Linked DNA regions of Sus scrofa: region 1 is linked to region 2. A link is a contact called in public HiChIP or PLAC-seq data. All regions are on one chromosome and are shown on one strand. Each heading gives the region's core, a stretch centred on a gene start, on an enhancer-like site or on the middle of the called end of the contact. The rest is flanking DNA. Distances are from core to core; before and after follow the strand shown.

Region 1 (3,238 bases), core at 187-2,686, 490 kb after region 2:
GAGGTAAAAAAAAAAATGTGAAAGAAAAGAAAACAGATAGTTTCTTGGGAGAAGGTAAAGTTAGGTAAAGTAGAAAAACGTGGGGAATTCCCCGTTTTGGCTCCATGGGTTAAGAACCCTACATGGTGCGGGTTTGATCCCTGGCCTCACTCAGTGGGTTAAGGATCTGGAGTTACTGCAAATTTCGGTGCAGGTCCCACGTTGCTGTGGCTATGGTGTAGGCTGGCAGCTGCAGACCCATAGCCCAGGAACGTCCATATGCACAGGTATGGCCCTGAAAAGAAAAGGGAAAAAAAAAAAAAAAAGAGGAAGAAGGTGTTATAGGGACCTTGGGAAGAAAAATAATTCAGTTCAAAGGCATAGCTACTTTACCTCTTTATACAAACACAGGCATATAGTATATTTTTAGTACCTATAAAATATTTTGTTGGAAAGTTAAAAAAATCAAAGTAGCAGAAGAGAGAGAGAGAATACACTGAAAGGCAAATAAGGCAAAAGTCTGACTTTGAGTAATATTAGTGAATTTATGAAATACATGAAATTTTGTTTTACAGCCACTCATCTTCAGTGTTGAGGATTTATGATTTTTCCTTTGTTCTGGCCTTTTCCTCTGTAATTCTTTAGACATCTGTACAGATTTTCATTCCTATTTAAGAGGCTAGAATAGAAAAGTATCATCCTGGACATTTCTACCAATTAGTTTCCTAGTTGCTGTGAGGAGGATTGACAATTAAAGCGCTAATCTTTTCTTTATCGGTTTCACCGACATCTATTCGGCATTTCTCCATGAGGCAGGTAAATCCAGGTACTGTGTCTGTGATGTATATTGCCTGTGTTGGGTAGCAACATCGTGCAGCATTATCCCAGAAGGAGAGGTAACCTCGATGACGTTTATCTCAAACCTGGTAGTCTTGTTCATCTTCCATGAAAAAAAAATCTAAAAGCCAATTTCAGTAACCAAGAACTTTCAATGAAGTGAGAAATGCCAGGCATTAGGAAGTATTCCAGCATAGACTTGACTCCACCATGGGTACAGACCCTTGCTACAGAGTACAGTACCGTCTCCTGTAACCAAGGTGGTTATATTAACAAGCTGAAGGAATGTTTCTGTTTTGTTTTGTTTTTTTTCCTTCCTACTTATCCTGCAGATCTTACTTCAACCTAAATTTCTCCAGGTGAATACCCTTCATGTTTCTTTAACATACTCTATTTCCTCCGTTACTTGGACCGAAAAGACGATCGTGAGGGCACATTACTTACACAGCAGTGCTTTACTCAGAAGCGTCACGGAAATTAAATTTGCACTGCCCTCCTCCCCACTTGGCTCCCCTCCCCCAGGCTCTTTCCCTCTCCGCAGGGCGCCCCGCCCCCTCTGGGGTTATTCTCAGCCCCGCCCCGCTCCCTGGTTGGCTCTTGGGTGGGAGGCTCGTTCCTTCGCTCTCCACCCGAGGCTTGGGGGAGGCGCGTTTTCCGGCTCCGGATAGGTCCCCGCCGGGGCAGCTCGTCCAACCCCGGAGCAGTTGTCATTTCCGGAGTAAGATGGCTGCAGCGCGTGTGCTGAGGACCTGGAGCCGCAATGCTGGGCGGCTGGTAAGCAGGTTGGGCAGATCTGAGGTCGGGAAGATGTGGTTGTCCGGCGTCACCTGGGGGAGGTGTGTTAACTTTGTCCTCCGAGTGCCTCGCGTGCAGGTCTCGCGTGATGGAAAGGTGGAGGGATGTGTGCACAACGAAGGGCAGCGAAGGTGGCGAGCCAACCTGGCTGGAGACCCAGTTTCTCTCCTTACCTGCGTGCGCTTCTGAGGTAACCCGGTCTTCCTCCCGCTCCATCTGAACCCCAAAGCCCAGCTCGACTTTGGCCCAGTAGCCATTCACTGAGCACCCTCTGGGTACCGGGCACTGGAGGTACGGAGATATACTATATTCATTCAGCATTTATTGAGCATCTCTTTGTCCCGGACGCTGGTAATTACGACTCCTGCCCTCGAGGAATTTACAGTCCAGAGGAGGAGACTGGGCAAGGAAACAACTCCTTAAGTCCTTGCTTGAGCAGCGGAGAGGTTCAAGCTTTGTTCTTTGGGCTTATACTTGCCTCCTACATCTGCACCGGTATCTTTCCAAACTTTTGTATCACCAGAGTTACCATTCATCACTATTTCCCCTTCTTGTCTCCCCTTTGACACAGTTCCCTTTGCTGAGATGAAACTGTTAACATCCCTGTAAGCATAGTGTTTCGTCCTATTTGCATAGCGTTTATCGTCCTGAGTCCACTCTTTTGGATTTTTCTACAGTGTTCGACCCCTGACGTTACAAAACCTTTCAAGAGCCTGCTATGTAGCAGGTACAGTGCTAGGAATTGGGGATGCAAATGTGAATAAGACTAGACTGAACTCTACCCTCTCAGTTTAATTACAGCCGTGCTGTCTGGCACAGGGCAGAGAGAGAAGGATATTAAACAAGCAATTACAGCACAGCACGAAAAGATGAGGCAAATGCCCAGAAAATACTGTGAGATTTGAAATTTGTGAAAACTAAGTAGGAGGTAACCAGAAGAAAGCCTGCCTTCTTTTGAAAGCTCTTCATCCTTGTTTTCTCTGACACCAACTTCCCGATATTACTCTTCCCACATCTTTGAACACTTGATCCCAACCTCCTCCTTTTTCCCTGCCTAACTGGTAAATATTGGTGTTTCTAAAGGTTCTGACTTGGCAGTCTGTATTTCATGCACGTCCTGGGTTACCTCATCCAGTTCTTTGATTTAAGTTGCCATTTATATGCTGATGATTCCTGAAGTTCCCATCTCTGAGCCAGCTCTACTCCAGACCTATCATATGTCTTACTCTCCTGGAAATCTTCAAATTGAATGTGTATTAGGTGTTTGTCAGCTATTAAGTAATAAACCCAATCAATATGTACATGTGTATACAAATAAGTACCTGTGTTAAGTACCTGTGTATACAAAACACCTGACAGGTGGCACCTGGCACTGATTAAATGGTTCATCCTTATCAGGGTTCTTATTTCATCAGTTCATTTGGCCTTTCTCTCAGGATCACGGGACGGCTGCTATAACTATGTGTTCAAAGAAAGAAAGAAAGTGTTGAAACACTGAGACTCACTGGCTAGAACTGTGTTACAGGGGAGCTTGGAAGGGCTAGTCTTGAGCCATCTCACAGTGTTTGCTCTAAGGCCTCCAAGCCGCATTAGACCCTAGGCTCTGTAACTAAACCCTCAAACCTGG
Region 2 (3,016 bases), core at 200-2,699:
AGCATGCCAGACCAGTGTGGATATGAGAAAGCAACTCTGCAGCAGAGGTGGTGGCAAAGGCAAGACCTGAACCTCCCGGTGAGCAGCTACGTGGCACTAAGCAAACAGTGTTTCGTCTCCCCCACCCTCTGCTTCCGCCCCAACCCTTTTTCCCTTTGGTTACCAGTTGCTCCAGATGCCGTAGAGTAGTTCGACAAAAGCGAAAGAGAGGTTCAGGCACAGGAAGAAAAACAGGTTCCGAGACGTCTTGTCCGACAGGATGGACCTAGGCATGACACAAGTGGGGAAGAGCCGGGAAAGTCAAAGCGGGCCGGGACCCGGAGGCTGGGTTCTCCTTTCAAGACCCTCCCAGTCCACACTTTCAAAACGAGGGTGTCCCCGACGCTCCCTCCCTGGACCTCGAGCCATCCTTAGGTTTGGGCCTTCTCCCCTTCTGCCAGACATCCCCATCCCGCAAACACAGCACCCCGCACCTAAACCAGCCCGAGATCTTGCCGAACAGATTGAACTTGGGTGGTTTGTATTCATCGTCCTTGATGGACAGGGGCAACATCTTCTCTGCCCGGCGAAGGGCCGGGTCTACACCCCACTAGTAGCGGCTCCGTGGGTGATGGTAGTGACAGTGGTGACGCCTCAGATGGGAAGCCCCGGAGCTTGTCCCGGGCCGCGCGCCGCTTCCAGACACAGACTCAGACACAGACTCAGACACACACACCCGGGAACCCGCCGACTTCCGGCCCGGGCCGCGCAACGCGTCCTGGGACGGGAAAGGGGGAAGGCGGGGCCGAGGGCGGGACTTGCGCGGTGGGGCGGGGCTTACGACAGGGGGCGGGGCTGCGCGGGTTTTTCTGCGAGTTAAAGGTGGTTGCAACGACTCGGTGTTCCAAAGGGCCGACCTGGGGTGGAGTCCCGCCACCTGGACTGAGGAGGAAAGTCCTGAGCTGGCCCTCTCACGGCCTGGGCTGGGTGGGAAGTTGAGAGCCCGCACTCGTCCACCCTGACCGCCTACCGCCGATGTTCCCGGATGCGCTGGCGTCCAGCGCCAGCCCTTTCGCCCTTACCCCTGTTATCATTAAGACCTGATGCCCTGGGCAGCAGTGCTTAAGAACCTAGGCCGCACGTTCTCTCGCCTTCACTCCACAGGAAGCGCAAATGATGGTTTTGCTGGGTGAACCCTGGACACCCACATCCTAACAATCCACCCCGCCCCGCCCCCCGAAAACAGCGCCTGACCTCTCCGTACTGCCACGCTGGAGGCAATCAATAAAGGTCTTCCGAAAGAATTTTAAATGTATTTAAGAGAACCCTTTAAAAGGAGCGCCGACGAGACTGGGTTGGAATGCAGGTTTGGTTAAGGCATTGCTTCCACGACAATTCTCAATCCGCAGATAACCCAAAACTCGAGTTCCTACACGTCCCCTTCACTTCCAGGTCATCCCGGAGGCCGCAGTCGCGGCTCTAACGCTCGTCAGAACCCCACTGCCCATCGCGAGGAAGTGCAGGAAAAACAGGCTCTTTGGTGGGACGCAGGGACGTGCGGAGCTCGGGGAGGCTAGCCCGACGGGCCTGTCCTGGGCACCCACGGTCGTTGGAACTCGTCTTCGGGCGTCTTTCCGGGAAATTGCTTGGGTAAGGTCAGGTGGTCCATCACCTGAATGAGTACAAGGTGTTGTCTTGGGGGAGAAATGGGGATAAAGGACGACCGGCTTTTGGAGGTGGGCTGGAAACTACAAAACCGAGCTTCTTGGGAACAGCCTTATAGTCTAACAGGAAGTGGAGCGTCACCGAAAGGGAGGGGTGGCCGCCCGGGACGGCCCCCTGCTTCAGGCTCTCTCTTTGCGGTCAGCGTTTCATCCAGGTTATCCATCCAGCGAGTGACGCCAAGTCCTTGCACGCTACTGGGTTTGGAAAAAAACAAAAAATGAGCAAGCGAGACGCCCCTTCCGTTTTATGATCACCAAGCTGCAAGCAAATAAATCGGCTGGTCCCACTGCAATCTTCTGCACTCGAGGTAAGGAAATACCAAAATGCTCTCATGTTAAAAATGTTCTGCAGTGAGCATATATGTGTTTTGCTCTCCTTGGAACTTTGTGAGTATGTGGGGTGGTGATTAGGTGGTTTTATTTTTAAAAACATAATTTATGTACTCTGCAATTTTTTTTAAATGTCCATGTTAATTAAAACTGCTTTATAAAAACAGCTAGATTCCAGAAATTAAGTTCTGGAAAGAGTACTTTGCCTTTCTAGGCATATATTTCATTATTTTAACTTAAAGAAATATTTTCAATTAGTAGCATTTATTTATATTTTTAGGAAGCTTTTATATTAGCCATAGACTGAATTTTATTCAACTGCACTGCCAGGGAAACATCAGTGGGTACAAACTGGGTTCAAGATAAATATTTCCATGGCAATTGAGTTTTTCTCCAAAGCTGCTTTATTTCAATATGATGTAACTTTGCTGGGGGGGGGGAGGTGAGGGTATATGGAAGTAACTAAATGTCAGCAACTGATTTGCAGCGTTCCCTTAACTCATCAAGGTCAGCTGGAATTTGAGCTTGTGTTTTTGTATTCTGCCTTTGAAGATAAATTCTGCATTTTATCTTATATTGCTTTGGATGAGAAATTGCTCAGCTGGTTTATAGAGAAATCTGCAATACCCTTTTTCATAATAGCTTTTAAATAAGTTGGAAAAATTGAAGTTTAATTTCAGTTGTATTGGTCCTGGGACTCCTAAGTCCCCACTCCTCACCCCCAAAATATAAGATAGCTATTCCCATGAGGGCCTTCTTTCAAAAGGCGGCAATGCCACTTCACATCTTTCATCCTTAAGTGGCAAAATTACCAACTGCAATACGAAAAGCATTTTACTAGAAATGGTAATTGGACACTTTAAATCACGAAAAGTTCTCTGAGTGGAAAATGTTTGATGTGTCTCACTTCTTTTATCTTCTTGAAATGATTGCCCCATATATGTTAACCAATATGTATTGTCATATCAAAGCTAAAGTTACTT

The links. HiChIP or PLAC-seq counts read pairs in DNA pulled down with a chosen protein or histone mark.
Region 1: a contact with region 2 is called in an H3K27ac HiChIP or PLAC-seq map of alveolar macrophages. The contact joins the promoter of DBT here to the promoter of EXTL2 in region 2. A contact is called at or near these places in 2 of 2 datasets of contacts at active chromatin or transcription factors (alveolar macrophages and skeletal muscle).

Annotation. Positions count from the first base shown.
Region 1 is chr4:117,883,221-117,886,458 of Sscrofa11.1, forward strand. It overlaps DBT (lipoamide acyltransferase component of branched-chain alpha-keto acid dehydrogenase complex, mitochondrial), which reads left to right and starts at 1,437. Exons shown (of 11, transcript XM_003481505.4): 1 at 1,437-1,590. The coding sequence starts at 1,540.
Region 2 is chr4:117,395,762-117,398,777 of Sscrofa11.1, forward strand. It overlaps EXTL2 (exostosin like glycosyltransferase 2), which reads left to right and starts at 1,450. Exons shown (of 5, transcript NM_001243549.1): 1 at 1,450-2,011. It overlaps SLC30A7 (solute carrier family 30 member 7), which reads right to left and starts at 622. Exons shown (of 11, transcript NM_001136211.1): 1 at 474-622; 2 at 164-265. The coding sequence starts at 553.